3 separate regions of the Mus musculus genome follow, and regions 1 and 2 are each linked to region 3. A link is a contact called in public promoter capture Hi-C data. All regions are on one chromosome and are shown on one strand. The core of a region is the stretch at or near the end of the contact, and the rest is flanking DNA. Distances in the headings are between cores, read along the strand shown. Region 1 overlaps Stxbp5 (syntaxin binding protein 5 (tomosyn)). Region 2 has its middle 13 kb from the start of n-TLtaa3. Region 3 holds the start of Shprh (SNF2 histone linker PHD RING helicase).

Region 1 (2,700 bases), core at 90-2,589, 1.3 Mb after region 3:
CTATTTGATCCATGTAGAATAAGATATATTAATTTTTTATTTTACTCTGTTTTTTTCCCTGTTGTTTTTCCTTTGTGCAAATTTGAACTTTTGGCCTACTTAATTCTTTATTTCTCTTTAAAATAACCTCTAAAACTTTTCTTTCAAGACACATGAGTGTTAAATGACCAAGTCTTCATAACTCTTCCTTATACAATGTTTAGTGGTTTGTAGAAGGCCTCCCCTCCCATCCACTGTGACTATTTTAGTATTCGTTCTCCTTTGTTTGTTTCTGAGAAGTGAACTACAGTTTTTATCCTCATTATAAATAAAATTATTTTGTGTTCACCATCAATTTTCTGTAATTTGAACATACAGATGTAAGAGTGCTTTGGTAAGATTTTATTAGTTTTATGTCTGTACAAGGTTTTCCTGTATAGTCCAGAATTGTGGGATTGTAGCTTGATGCTACCATGTCCTGCTCAAGATAAAGGATGTTCTTTTAGTTTGTGTTTTATTCTCCTTTGTATTTTCTGAGCTTCTTGGATCTGTAGTTTATCATCTGACATTAATTAGGGGAATTCTCAAATTTTTCTCTTTTCATTTGACTGTTCCATTACACAAAGTATTTATTCTGTAGTTTACACACTTTGTTGAAATTTTGTTCTGTAACATTTTGATTGTTTTTTGGGAGTGGGGCAGGTAGGGATTTATCTTTTTCTCTTTGTTTGACAGTTTTGGAAGGTTTGTATGATACTGCTTATATTGAGGGTTCGTGTCCTTGTTGGTATCTGGTCCACCATTTAGATCATAGGTGAAGTTGCTGACATCCTCCTCATTTAACAGCTACACTTCTTAACTCTTGCAATATAAGTTCTTGTCCTCATTTGATTCCATCATAGGATGTCTGCTATCTGACCTTAGACAAAGCTTTATACATCTTCACTGCTCTCATTTTGGTGATGGTAGTCTTAAATGACTGGTTTAATTCCGACACACGTCATGTTTTTGAGTTTTCATGTTTGCTCTGTCTGAGACTGTGTTTGGCCTTTCAGGCTGTCTTGTGATTATTCTTGCTAGCTGAGTATGCTATACTGAGTAAAAGAAGTCATTGAGGAGACATCTTATTAATGGGCTGTTCCAGGAATTGGGAAAGGTAGGTATCTGCAGTTTTTCAATTGGGTCTTAATCTTGAACGAGCCTGTCCTCCTCTGTCCCTCCTCCCTTCCCACAACCCTGTGGCTCAGCACTTCTATACCACAGTTTACTGTTCCCCTTTCTTTGCTTCAAAGGCTTCACTGAAATTGGCATTTTCCTTGTGTGTGTTTGCTGACTCACGTAGCGCACATAGGTCTTAGAAAGGCAACTTGAGAACCCACTGCTGTGACATAGATGTGGTTTCCTCGACTCCGCTGTGTGTGGAGAGCAGAAGGGAATTCTTTTTGTTATGTTTACTGTGAGAACTTCAGCTTTGAGCTGTAAAATTCACAGAAGTGTGGAGTCCTTCTCCTCTCCTCCTTGACTGAACTGTCTGGTGTCTTGGGTTTCAAATTCATCCACTGTAGTCCTTCAGTAGCATATCAATGACAGTGGCCATTTCTTCACTCCATGGCATCCCCAGCACCCTGCTTCTCTCTAGTCACCAGCCTGTTCAAGTTACAGTAGTTTGTCTTGTGAGCTCACTTCTCTAACAGATCTAAGAGTGATTTACTGTTCTAGTTGGTTCAGCTTTTTGCTTCTTGTTAACAGTGATGGCTCTCAAGGACCCTTATGTACTAGACCAGAAACGGTGATTCTATAATAATGATTAATAGGTGGTGATGGGGGGAAAGTAACCTTAAAAAAGAGGGTTTAAAACTGACATTTGCTAAGTAAATGAAACTCTAAGTATAGGTTAAGAGTGTGAAAGTATAAATTGTCACTTGGCAGAGACTTTCCCCTGGAAAGCATTCGTATAGGAAATGAAATGAGGCATGTTCCGTTCTTTGATAAAGAGTCCTTACACCACGGCCTTCCTTTCCTTTCCTTTTGATTTGTGTAATAGCCCTAGCTGCCCTGAAACTCACAGAGACCTGCCTGCCTCTTCTCTCTCCTGGGGCCTGGGACTAAAGGCTTGTACCACCATGCCCAGTTTCTCATACCATTGTTAAGAGCATATTTCTGCTAGACAGTTAGAAGAAGTCACACAGGAGTAAACAATAACTGTAGGTCTTAGAAATAGTAACTATGGGGAGGTGGTTGAGTAATCCATAATTGCTGGAAGATAATATTTAGAAATTGATGTCTCTTATAAATCATTTAAAAACAGTGGTCTATATTAGCATCATTTACACAGAAACAACAACACTGGGTCCAAGCACCCACTTGCTTTTCTTCTCTTGAGATTCTGATTTCCCAAGTCTGGCATGGAGCATGACATCTGAAGGGATTTTGTTTTGTTGTTGTTGTTATTTATTTCTTTTAATCTCATGGCTGCTTGTGATTCAGAATCAGAATTGAGAAATCCTGGATTAATGCTTGGCCATATGGACAGCAGTAGTGAGTGAGGCAGATGGTAGATAAGAGCCATATTCATTACTGTCTGCTTAGAGAGGGTGTCATTCTAAAGTACTCACGCCTGTGTGAGTGCGGAGACACTGTGCTGTGCAGAGCAAAGCCTGCTGGGAGAGACTGCCGTTCTGGCTTTGAGGGCTGCTGTGTCCTCTTCCTGGAGGTTTAACT
Region 2 (2,877 bases), core at 291-2,790, 1.8 Mb before region 3:
CAGGCAAAACAGACAACAGCCTGGGTATGTGTCTGTCTGAAAGTTTCTGAGAACACTACAGGGACAGTGCAGGATGTCATCCCAATAGTGCAGCCCTGTCCTGGGATCTCCTATTCTCTGCTTTCCTCAAAGATTAAATATGCAGGCTAGAGGCTAGAAAGACAGGATAAGAGTCATGAACTTACATGTGGCAATAAAAGCCAAAAAAAGGAAAAAAGAGAAAAAAGACAATCTAAGAGAGCTGGAGATGTAGCTCAGTTGGTCAGATACTAACCCCAGAACGCACCAAGCCCTGGGTTTGATCCCTAGACCCAAACAAACAAAAACTGTGTAGTAATGCATGCCTACCATCTGAGCACGTGGGAGAAGGAAACTGGGACAGAAGGACAAGATTATCCTCTGCTACATAGTAAATTGGAGCCAACACAGATTACGTGAGGCTGGTGAAATGCCCGAGAACATCAGAAATTAAAAATAAAGAAGGTGAGAAGAGGGCCTCTGAGTGTTGTCTGTATCTCATGGGGATACCTGTGTTTGTTTTTTGTTTTTTCAAGTCAAGGTTTCTTGGCTGTCCTGAAACTCTGTAGCATCTACATGTTTGTATAGCAATCTGTATGTTGATACACACACACACACACACACACACACACACATGCGTGTGTATATCATATAATACAATATTGAGAGGACTGAGTGCCAGAGCCCTTGGAACTCCTGGGAATCCAACCACTGCTTCAGGCAGCCACTCCAAGGACATGTTGTCATCTGGCCTGAAGTAAGAATAGGTAGCTAGAATGAGTAAGCCACCCCCTGGGAAGTCTCCAGAGCCTAACCAATTATAGAGTCAGTCAGACCTCTAAAGATAGAGCTAACCAATCAAGGTAAAAGGACACAAAGCCCTCCCTGGAATTCCCCTGACTGACAATAAAAGCTAAGCCTGCACCAGGTAACTCCATTCCCAACTAGGGAGAGCCTTGCCTGCATGCAGGAGACTCAGCTGAATGAACGCTCTCTGCTTTTGCATACTGCTTGAGCCCGAGGTCTTCCTTCAGCAACTTTTGGACCCTAACAATATCATTTGCTATATATTTTATTTGACATATTATTTATGATATATATTACATATATCATATAACAAGTATGTATAGCAGAAGCATACTTGCCTCTGATGACCTTATACATTATGTATCTATTGGTTTTCATCATTGTCTTAGATTATGCTTTGCCCGATTTCCCAATTGCATCAGTTTCTCGTACTCTTGGTTTAATCTTATTTTGCTCCTTATGGCTCTAGGAGCAACAGGCTGATATTTAAGTGTGTGTGTGTGTGTGTGTGTGTGTGTGTGTGTGTGTGTGTGTGTTACACTTAGTCTGGCAGATGCATGGGAGCCTATAGAATCAGGTTTGTGGGCATTCTCTTGTATAGCAATTTCCTGCAAACTGGAGCATTTCACTCTGGAGAGAAAATCCTTTAAGACTTCCAAAGTTTGTAGCTGCAGGGTTCCACATTCCTTTAAAGCCAGCAGTCAGGGGTAGAGGCAGGAGGATCTCTGGGAATTTGTGATCAGCCTGCTTTACATAATAAGCTCCAGACCCACCCAGGCAACACACTGAGACCCTGTCTCAAACAAAGAAACAAAAACAAAGGACAAAACTACTTCGGAAGATTTTAAAGGTTTGTGAAGAGGAAAGGTAACAACTCACTAGTCTCAGGAAGAGCCAGAAACTGACCATAAGTACTCTGCTGCCTGCTTTGGTTTTGTTGTTGTTGTTGTTTTTTCTGAGACAGGATTTGCATGTATGAGTCTGTGTGTCTGTGTTTGACATGATTCCTGTGGGAGTAAACATCTAGTCTGCTCACTGCAGCTAGGGCACAGCCAACAGACCGAAGTAATGATACCCAACATCCAGTTACTCATTGAACTATAGGTAAGAGATTACTTACAGTAGTGTGGACTTAAAGGCACCTGCATCACCAAAGAGCCCAGCCTACTGTAGGGGATTACATAGGAAAACTGCTGCCTGCTTTTTTTTTTTTTTTTTTTTTTGAGATAGAGATTCACAATGCAGCCCTAGGAGGCCTAGTACTCACTGTATAAAGCAAACTGATCTTAAACTCACAGAGATCCTCCTGCTTCTGCCTCCTGACTGGTAGACTAAAGGAATGGGCTACCACTCTCACTAGAAGCCGAAGCCCATCCTTGACTACATAGAGAGTCAAATGGCAAAATAACACCTAATCAACAAAAACAAGCAATTTATTTGGGCTGGAACGATAACTCAGTTGCATGGAATTGCTAGGCACGTGCAAGCTGTAGGTGTAAACCCCAGCACAAGGGATGGTTTACAAGTTGATTGCCAGTCTGTTCTCCAGATCTTAGGTAAAAGGCCAACTAGCAATCAAATCCCCATCTGTGCTAGGAGAAAGAAAACGATGGAAAGCAGGAGTCTTACCAGAGGCCTGACAGTCATCTAAAGGAAAAAGGGGGCCACAGCCACTACTAGCTTCAGTGTTCACATTGGCCTTGAGGCCAGAGCAATATGTGCTCCGCTGGACTCTTACCACCTGGGGAAGTCTAGAAATTGAGACCAGCAGGGTACCTGAGAAACTGGACTGCTCTCCTGGTGATAAGGGATGGGGGAATCAGGATAGACGTTCAGAACTTGGAAAACTTACTGTCTTTACCCCTCATTCCCATTTATAGTTTCTGTATTTATTTCCACTTTGTTAGAACTTAGTGTTTGCACATTTCTTTAATCACGAAGAAATGGTTTCTTCTTTTTATCTGTTTGCTGGTCCCTGGGTGATCACTTGCTAAATATATTTAACCAGTTTATCTACTTCGCCCCAAAGTTGACTCCTCCAGACCCAAAGAT
Region 3 (2,909 bases), core at 392-2,891:
CTGAGATGGGGCCTAGGAGTAGGGAGTCCGATGCTGGTTGCTGAGCCTGGGGGACCAGTCTTGTTTCCTATCCTGTCTGTTTTCTTATCTACCCAGGTGTGAGCAACAAGGTGTGACCAAGCTGCTGCAACAAGAACACCCCACTGTGTCTTCCCATCAGAAGGGATTGGTAATTGGTCACCTCAAGGACAAAACTAACAGGTAAGAAACACTTTAACCATGATCTCATGTATCAAATGCTGTGACAGTTTCACTCATGTTTGGTAGAAATTTTCAGTTAAGAAACAATCCCATTAAAGAAGACAAATTATAATACTATACTTGATGGCCAACAACTAGGAAGACAAACCTCTCACTACATCAGAAATAAATGCCTGTCTCACATGTTAGTTGTATTTAACCCCACACCACTGCTCTTTTAATTCCAATGAGCTTGACAATCCCAAAGCGTTAACAAAACTTCGATCGATCCTTATACAGAGGAGGGAAGAACACACACACACACACACACACACACACACACACACTAGTTTTATGGATTAACAGTGTGATTGGCAGGGAGTATCACTATTCAAAGGTTTGGACCAATTGGAATAGGTGTGGCCTTGTTGCAGTAAGTGTGTGACTGCAAGAGCTGCCTGGAAGCCAGTATTCTGCTAGCAGGCTTCAGATGAAGATGTGGAGTTCTAAGCATCTTCTGCACCATGCCTGCCTGGATGCTGCCATGCTCCCACCTTGATGACAATGGACTGAACCTCAGAACCTGTAAGCCAGTGCCAATTAAATGTCATCCTTTATAAGACTTGCCTTGGTCATGGTGTCTATTCACGGGAGTAAAACCCTAACTGAGACAAAGAGTAAAAGCTTAGACAAAGAATAAAGTGGTGTTAGCGATCATGGGACCTAGGCAAATACAGGAGCAAAGGCAAACACGTAGGAGAAAAACATAGACTTGCCATGATAAATTCAAGCCAAGTGGATTAAAAGGCACCACGGTGAAAAGGCAAGACTGTAAACAATACCGTTCCTCCCACAGGGTACCTTAACCAGAAACCAACATCTTCGTTCACCAACCTAGCGCTACCTGCAGCGTCAAAGTGCACACAATGCACAGGAGCCAGGGCGCTTCTGCAGGCGACTGTAATGCTTGAGAGTTTGCCAGCCTAACTTGGCGGCCTCTGCATCCCTCCCAGCTACCTGTCGTCCCACGCACCGCCAGCCTGCAAGGCAAGTTATCCTCGAAGAAGGAGCCGGAGGGACAGCTCGTGACAGGGCCTCAGCACGCAAGCGTGGGCAGCAAGCACCCGTCCCACGCGAGAAGGGCTCGGCCCACGTCCGGGCTGGGGCCGAGCCGCGGGGCCTCGCAGGGCCGATCACTCCGGATCCCGGAGCTGCGCAGGAGCCCTCGGAGTTTCCCTGACGCGCAGAGCCAGCCTCCCTCCGCCGCGACTCTAACCCCAGAGCCCGCACGCACCCTCACCTACCTCAGCCGCTCTGCAGGCACCTGTCGCCGGGCCCGGCCCTCCTCGCAGGCTGCAGATCCCGGGCCCACAGTCGCCACACTCACCTGCGGGAGTTGCGCATGCGCGCTGCACGCTGGGTGAAGCCTGGCACCCAGGCCGGAAGCCGCCAGCGCCAGCTGAGGAGGCCAGCAGGAGCGCTCGCTCCAGGCGAACGCGCAGGACCAGTCGGGACGCTCCGCCCCTCTTTCCGGTGTTGGCTTCAAAAAGCACCTCTGCGCATGTCCCGTCCCTGAGGTCCCGGTAGAAGACGGTTTAAGTCTCGCGGTGGTTGTGCCTCTCTCTTTTCCCCGCCTCCCGTGGCTTTAGCAAATGCAGGATGGGCGGGGCCCGAAAGAAGGGGCGGGACCTCTTGCCAGAGAGGGCGGGGCTCTTTGCCAGAGCGGTAGGCTTGATGTGAGTTGTGGTTTTCATAAAAAGGCAGAAAGTTACATAAAACGGAATTCACGATGCTGAGCAATTATAATACCCAAACAAATATACAATTAATCCACTAAACCAAAAGAATTCGATCTGCTAAGGAAAAAAAAAAAAAAAAAAAAAAAAGGCAGAGACGATGTCTTCAAAAGGAACTGAGAAAAATGAAGCCAGAGAGAAATTTATTCTTGCCAAGAAAATTACTAAGGCTTTAAATGTTTAAACGTTTTAAGAGAAAAAAAATTATACAGCTATGCTGAAGCAGGCCTCCCAGTATCTTTTCCAAAGGGAGAATTCTATCTTCAGTAGACATAAAAGTCTCTCCTCTGAGGATTTCAATAGTGTGTTTACCAAGTGCTTTGTATGTCCTTCGAATTTTTTTCTGTGGAGTAATTTTTTTTTTTGTTTGTTTGTTTGGTTGTTTTGTAATCACCAGAGCTAATTCCAGGGGAGGAAAAGGTTCGCTTGTTATTTGGCTTTCTGGAAATTCCCTGTTGTGAGACATCTGTTCATGAAAATACTGTGTCTTACCACCTAGTAGATGGTAAATAATCTAATGATAGTACAGACAGGAGAACCGACTTATTGGACACACTCAGATCTTACACGTGAATCCCCACTTTTCATATAACTCAGCTGCCTTGTTTGGAAACAATACAGGTGTGTTGTATCATGTCTAAGCTAGGCTTGGATCCAGTCCATAGTGATAAATATTGCAATTAAGAAAATTTTAATTTTTTTTTCTGGTTTCTGTGTTGTGGTCCAGTAAGTATACATCATGTCTAAACAGAGTATAAATATCAAAATGTTTAAATATTTTGACTGAATTCTCAGCACAGTACCTTTCTCTTGATAGAGGATTTGCTTTGAAGCTGATGGCTGCTCAGTCAAGCTCCTGGCTGGCAGAAGAGGAGGCACCTATAGAAACGTGTTAAAAATAAACACAAGTTCTGGTTTGCAAAGAAAGAGATC

What was found. Promoter capture Hi-C pulls out the DNA fragments that hold promoters and counts their contacts.
Region 1: a contact with region 3 is called in a promoter capture Hi-C map of the HPC-7 cell line, with 4 times the contacts expected there. The contact joins the enhancer-like site here to the promoter of Shprh in region 3. A contact is called at or near these places in 8 of 39 promoter capture datasets (the 3T3-L1 cell line, the HPC-7 cell line, hippocampal neurons and 3 more), 1 of 484 Hi-C or Micro-C datasets (B cells) and 1 of 115 datasets of contacts at active chromatin or transcription factors (astrocytes).
Region 2: a promoter capture Hi-C map of stem cell-derived epiblast-like cells shows a contact between it and region 3, with 4 times the contacts expected there. The contact joins the enhancer-like site here to the promoter of Shprh in region 3. A contact is called at or near these places in 5 of 39 promoter capture datasets (embryonic stem cells, hippocampal neurons, liver and 2 more).

What each region holds. Positions count from the first base shown.
Region 1 is chr10:9,879,155-9,881,854 of GRCm38.p6, reverse strand. All of the region lies in intron 2 of Stxbp5 (syntaxin binding protein 5 (tomosyn)), which reads left to right. Among named protein-coding and RNA genes, the nearest start is that of Stxbp5, 21 kb to the left of the region's middle. Within about 2 kb of position 1,339, at least 122 of the 459 cell types and tissues checked have an H3K27ac peak or open chromatin away from gene starts, as enhancers often do. A contact at or near this core is called in the HPC-7 cell line, where this site is marked.
Region 2 is chr10:12,908,079-12,910,955 of GRCm38.p6, reverse strand. No RefSeq gene overlaps it. Among named protein-coding and RNA genes, the nearest start is that of n-TLtaa3, 13 kb to the left of the region's middle. Within about 2 kb of position 1,540, at least 8 of the 459 cell types and tissues checked have an H3K27ac peak or open chromatin away from gene starts, as enhancers often do. A contact at or near this core is called in embryonic stem cells and stem cell-derived epiblast-like cells, where this site is marked.
Region 3 is chr10:11,148,162-11,151,070 of GRCm38.p6, reverse strand. Shprh (SNF2 histone linker PHD RING helicase) reads right to left here and starts at 1,641. Exons shown (of 30, transcript NM_001077707.1): 1 at 1,485-1,641.